Regions from separate parts of the Sus scrofa genome. Here region 1 is linked to region 2. A link is a contact called in public Hi-C data. All regions are on one chromosome and are shown on one strand. Each heading gives the region's core, a stretch centred on a gene start, on an enhancer-like site or on the middle of the called end of the contact. The rest is flanking DNA. Distances are from core to core; before and after follow the strand shown.

The links. Hi-C and Micro-C count contacts between places; a contact is called where the count stands out from the background.
Region 1: a Hi-C map of liver shows a contact between it and region 2, with 1.5 times the contacts expected there. The contact joins the promoter of KAT6A here to the enhancer-like site in region 2. A contact is called at or near these places in 2 of 5 promoter capture datasets (fetal skeletal muscle and liver), 11 of 47 Hi-C or Micro-C datasets (alveolar macrophages, blood, embryonic fibroblasts and 5 more) and 2 of 2 datasets of contacts at active chromatin or transcription factors (alveolar macrophages and skeletal muscle).

Annotation. Positions count from the first base shown.
Region 1 is chr17:11,108,713-11,111,412 of Sscrofa11.1, reverse strand. It overlaps KAT6A (histone acetyltransferase KAT6A), which reads left to right and starts at 1,439. Exons shown (of 20, transcript XM_021078038.1): 1 at 1,439-1,571.
Region 2 is chr17:11,072,933-11,075,632 of Sscrofa11.1, reverse strand. All of the region lies in intron 2 of KAT6A (histone acetyltransferase KAT6A), which reads left to right. Among named protein-coding and RNA genes, the nearest start is that of KAT6A, 36 kb to the left of the region's middle. Within about 2 kb of position 1,287, at least 50 of the 83 cell types and tissues checked have an H3K27ac peak or open chromatin away from gene starts, as enhancers often do. A contact at or near this core is called in alveolar macrophages, fetal liver, fetal skeletal muscle and 2 more, where this site is marked.

The DNA.
Region 1 (2,700 bases), core at 190-2,689, 36 kb before region 2:
GGTCTTTAACTCGCTCAGCCACCAGGAAACCCCTCACTCCCACCTCTTTCTTAGCGGGCTGAAATAATGTTCACCCACCAGTAACATTTTTTGGAATCTGTACTGCTTGTACAAACACGGTGCCACTGGCGATGCAAAGAGGCATCCTAGAAGAGAACATATCTGGGAATGCATTCATCAAAGGTGCAGAAAGGCCACACAACAAGCGCCCCGCGAAGAGTGAAAACGGTCGACCTAGAGAAGTTCATAAAAGGAAGTAAACACGAAAGTTAAGGTAGTGAGTGAGGGGATGGTCTTTAAAAGTTAGGGCTGAGATAAAAGGAGGAGGTGCTGGGGAGGACCGTCTAGCAGGGGGGCACAAGGCAGATAAAAAGGACCAGTGGCAGGAAAACGCTTCCACACGAAGTCCTCACGCATTTTGCATGTCATTTACTGCCCTTCCAGTGAAGGCAGGGAAATGACTCAATCTCTGCCTCAGGAGTTTCAACTAAATGAAAGACAAAGAAACATCCATGCAGCCAGTATTGGACAGACAGGCCATGAAAGGTGCCCGTTCGTAGTTCAGCCATAAATTCTGACAAGAGCAATTCTGCGAAGGGCAGCAGCAGAAGACAGGCGACGGAATGAGACACTTCGAGGCTCCAAACTCAGATGTGTGCCACCCAACAGCTGTGTGACCTTGTGCGAGTCTCAGTCCCGAGCCTACGTGGTTCTTCACAAAAATGGCTCAACAAAAAGTCCAACAAGTCTCTCGGAGTGGGAATGAGGTCATTCTGATGAGAGGGCCCCGTAAGGTGTCCAACTTTCTGTCCTTCTCCCCTCTCATCGCACCTGCTCTTTCTCCTGCAAAGGGCTGAGGCGTGTGGGGAGAAGGAGACGGGAAGGAACGGTGAGGGCAGGCGGCCCTTCCCCGCCCTCCGCCCAGCTCCAGACCTCAGGCTCCGGGAGGCGCGGGGGGAGCGGGGCGCGGACATCGCGCTGCGGAGGGAGGCTCGGTGGCTGTAAACACGGGCGCCATCAGAGTTCAGATCCTACCGGATTTCCGCGCCGCACTGAAGCCTCCCCACCCGGGCGCTGCCCTCAGCTTCCCCAGCTGTGTAATGGGGAGACAGCAGCTTCTTCGCCCGGGTATCCGCCCGGCCGAACCTCGCAACGAGGGCGAGCTGGAGCCCCCGGCCGCAGGCCTCCAGCCCCTCCAGTCCTCCTCCCACTTTGGCTTTGGCCTTTTGTACCGGCCCCACGTGACCGGCCAGGCTGGCTCTTCCCTTCTGCCCCGCCCCGCCCTCCGGCCCTTCCCGGCTCTCGGCCCAGATCTTCCCGCTCCTCGGCCGCCCCCCTCCCGTGCGGCCCCTCCCTCCCCCTCCCCCTCGCCTCCCTCCCGGGCTGTTCCCGCGCCCTCCCCCAGGCAGCCGTTCCCTCGCGACGTTTCCCCTCCCCCCGCGGCTGTTCCGCCGCCTCGCCTCCCCTCCCCCCGGCCGGAGCTCACTGTCTCCAAGATGGCGGCCGTGTCAGTTTGGGGCATCTCCGCGGTCCGGCCCGGGGCCCCGGGAACCCGGCGCTCTCCGCCCCCGGTAAGTAGCCGAGGGGCCGCCCCCGGCCGCCCCCGGGCGTCGAGCCCGAGGCCGAGCCGCTCCGGGGCTCGCCCCGCCGCCTCGCGGGGCCGGTGGCCGCTGCAGGCCCCGCCGCGGCCTGTGCCGCCTCCCGCTGCTCTGCGCCAGGCCTCGGGCTGGGGCGCCGCGGCCGCCCCCTCGCGCCCGGCCGGCGCCCGGCTCCCGGGTCCCCCGCCCCGCGGCCCGCGCGGCGCCCGCCGCCTCCGCGAGCCGAGCCGGGGAGCTGGGAGCCGGCAGCGGGAGGGGGCGGCGGCGGCCGCCCAGGCCGCGGAGCCTCGGGCGGGCCGTGCGGCGTCCGGCTTTCCCTCGGGGCGCGCCCACCGGCCCGGCCCCTGCGCCGGCCGCCCGCCCGCCGCCCGGCCCGCGCCTCCCCACCGCCCGCGCTCCCGGCGCTCGCTCTCGGCCCGGGCGGCCGCGCGGCGCGGAGGTGACAGGCGGCCGTGTTGTGGTGCCGAGGGCGCACGTGCGGCGGTGTGTCTGCCCGGCTGTCAGCCCCAGCGCCGGGGGCGGACGGCGGGCGGCTGTCAGCGCGGACCTGCCGGGCCCGCCCGCGCGCCGCCGCCCGGGACCCGGCCTCTGTGCGGCCGAGGCTTCGGAGGAGCTGGGAGCGCAGAGGTGCCGCTCTAACTCTTTCACGTGATTTCATTGTTAACTTACTCCTCGGGTTCTGTTCCCTTCTGCTGGGAGCCGCCAGCTCCCGGTTGGCGAGCCGCGGGCTGGTGCCGCTTCAAGTTTGTAAAGTTTCTCGCTCTTTAAAAAGAGAGCGCGAATCCGTGTTTGGGGGTGGGGGATGGAGGCCGGGCCAGGACTGTCGGAAGCGAGTTGAGCTTTCTCTTCAGCCGCCGGTGTACTTTCCGAGAGTTAAAGTTCAAGTCTGCAGGCGCTTTACTTTTGCAGACCTGGAGATGCGTTCGGAGCCCGGCCGGAGAGACAATGAGTGATTGTCATTCATTCTCTTGCCTGTGAGCTTCATCAGTTAGGACGGGCCCTGCTTCTTCAACTCGGCCGAAGCTGCTCATTTAGTTCAGCGTTACTGTCTCCATAATGAACTTTTTTGGAGGAGTAATACTATGATTTCTGACCTCTCGAA
Region 2 (2,700 bases), core at 38-2,537:
TATTTTCGTTTTGCAAATGAAGAATGTGACAGGTTAAGTTGGTCATAGTTGGAGAACTAGGACCAGAAAACTTGCATAGCTTCCTATCAAGCTGTCTCCTTAATTAGCTGATTTTAAAATTTGAAGTGAAGGAAGTCCTAAGCACAGCTGTTGGTTGAAGCCGATATATTTTGTGTGTGTAAACTATGTCAGTGTAGACCAAGGTTATTTATAACTACTGATTTCAACACATGATATTTCCTGTTTGTTTCTTATGACACATTCTTAGGGGCAGATTGTATGCTATTTTTGGAGATATAGCGTTTTGATCTTGAAAAGGCATTTTTTGGTTTTAGACTAGAATGGATTGGTTCCTCAGGTTAAATGCATATTCAGGGTTTTTGTTTTCATGTGTTGCATCTGGTAGTAGTGACTTATATAATGTTTCATGGGGTTGGAGTATCCATTTATTGAAACTAATAGTTTTGAGTTTCTATGAGCTATGAATTCTGATCTCTACTTTTACATTCCAGTTCTAGTTTCAGTTTCAGTATTGTTTTTGTGTACACACATGCACACCAGCCCAGACAAGCATAGAGCAGTGCTAAGAACAGCAAACTTTCCCACTTATAGATAGGACTAATGTTTCTAAGATGTCTGAACTGTTCCTTAAGATTCATTTTTATTTCCTGTTGTCATTGGCAATGTGTACATTAGGTATTTATAAAGTAATGGTTATTTGACAGGAGACTTTTGCTTTTCAGCTGCGTTACTGGTTTATTTCTGTTGTAGCACATGCCTGTAGTGGGCATGGACCAGAGCAGCTCAGGTTTTTTTGTGGAATGCTTGTTGTTTCTCCACAGGGTTAGAATACCTCTCCTCCTTCCTTCTTCCAAGAACCGAAATCAATTTCAGAAGGGAGTCATTGCTTGTGAATCAAGACTTCAAGACTTTAATTACAGGCTTTCTTCCTTTTGAAGGCAGTTCCCTCTTCAGTTGATCTTTGGGTGGAGTGTGTGCCTCTGTGTGCGTGTGCGTGTGTGTGTGTGTGTGTGTGTGTGTGTGTGTGCGCTCCTGCGCTTGCATGCTTGCGCTTGCAGCATTTGGATCTGTGCAGCGGCAGCGCACTGGCTTTCTAGACATCCTTTGTATAGTAACAGCATGTGCGGTAGGACTGGCAGCCTGTAAAACAGTTTCTTCCTCTTCCCCCTCTTCTCAATCTCCCTCCCCCTCTAGATCTGGTGACATTACATAGATAAATGTGCTGGCTAGGAAAACAGCAGAAGGAGTTGAATGTCTGCCAAAAATGTGCAGCATGAAGCCAAGCTGGCTGCTCAGGCTCGCGTCCCCCATCTCTCATTGTGTGTGCAGTCTGCGTGCCCAGGGCTTTCCTTGTAGAGGATTACGTCACTGTGTTCCACCCTCATTACATCTCTTCTTTTCTTTTGAAAAGCTACTGTCCTCAGGCTTCAAACTTGTTAAACACTTAAGGCTTTATATATACTTTTATGGAGGTAGTAGTGAAGATGAAACAGATTTAAGTCTGGAAGAGACTTTAATTTGATGTAGTATTGACTTGGGTTACGTGAGTGTGCAGACACACGTGTGTTCCTGGGCAATCTTAGGGTGGTGTAGAGAAGTAAGGTTCTGGTAAATACCTGAAATTATTACATTACTTGAAAAAAATCTCTTCTTCAGGAGGAGAGATCTTCTCAAAGGACTTTGAGGACAGCTTAGAGAAGCACGGTTTTTTAGTTGTTGATCAGCATTGCAGATAGACATTTCTAAAACAGAAGTGACTTCATTTATTTATTGTGTTGGATAAAGAAGGTAGTATGAGATCTTGAAATTTGGGGTTCTTAATTTTAAGACTACTAATAAAGTTGAGTATCTTTTTTTTTTTTTTTTTTTTTTTTTTGTCTTTTTATCTTTTCTAGGGCCGCACCCGAGGCATATGGAGGTTCCCAGGCTAGGGGTCTAATTGGAGCTGTAGCTGCCTGCCTGCGCCAGAACCACAGCAATGTGGCATCCGAGTCGAGTCTGCGATCTACACCACAGCTCATGGCAACGCTGGATCCTTAATCCACTGATCGAGGCCAGGGATTGAACCCGCAACCTCAGGGTTCCTAGTTGGATTTGTTAACCACTGAGCCACGATGGGAACTCCTAAAGTTGAGTATCTTGACTGTGTAAAATGTCAGTGATTTCAGAGAAAAAAATAGCTTTTTATTCTTTTTCATAATTTAGTGAGACTTTACATCCATGTTCAAAGAAAATGGTTTTAGCTGTTAATTAAAGATTTATATAATCTTTAAAAAAAAATCTAGATGTGGTCCTCCTTTTTCATTTTAGGGAAGCATTATTTCCATAGGTTCATTTGGGTGAAAATACTATAGTATAGTATATTGCATTTGTTTCTTATCATGTGTTACACTGTATTATAATGTATTTTTAATGCGTATATTCTATTTTTACAACTAGATTGTAAGACCCAGAAGCAAGGAACTAGTTTTGTTTCTCTAGCATCTAATTCAGCATTCTTACACATAAGTGCTATGGATAATAGTATGTGAAGGTAATATTGAAGGTGAAATTGCACGAGGTGATTTTATTAGCTAACTGTCTTAGTCAGCTAAAGCTCCCATTACAGAATATCAGAGACTGGGTTGCCTAAAAAATAGGAATGTCTGGAGTTCCCTTTGTGGCTCAGTGGTTAATGAA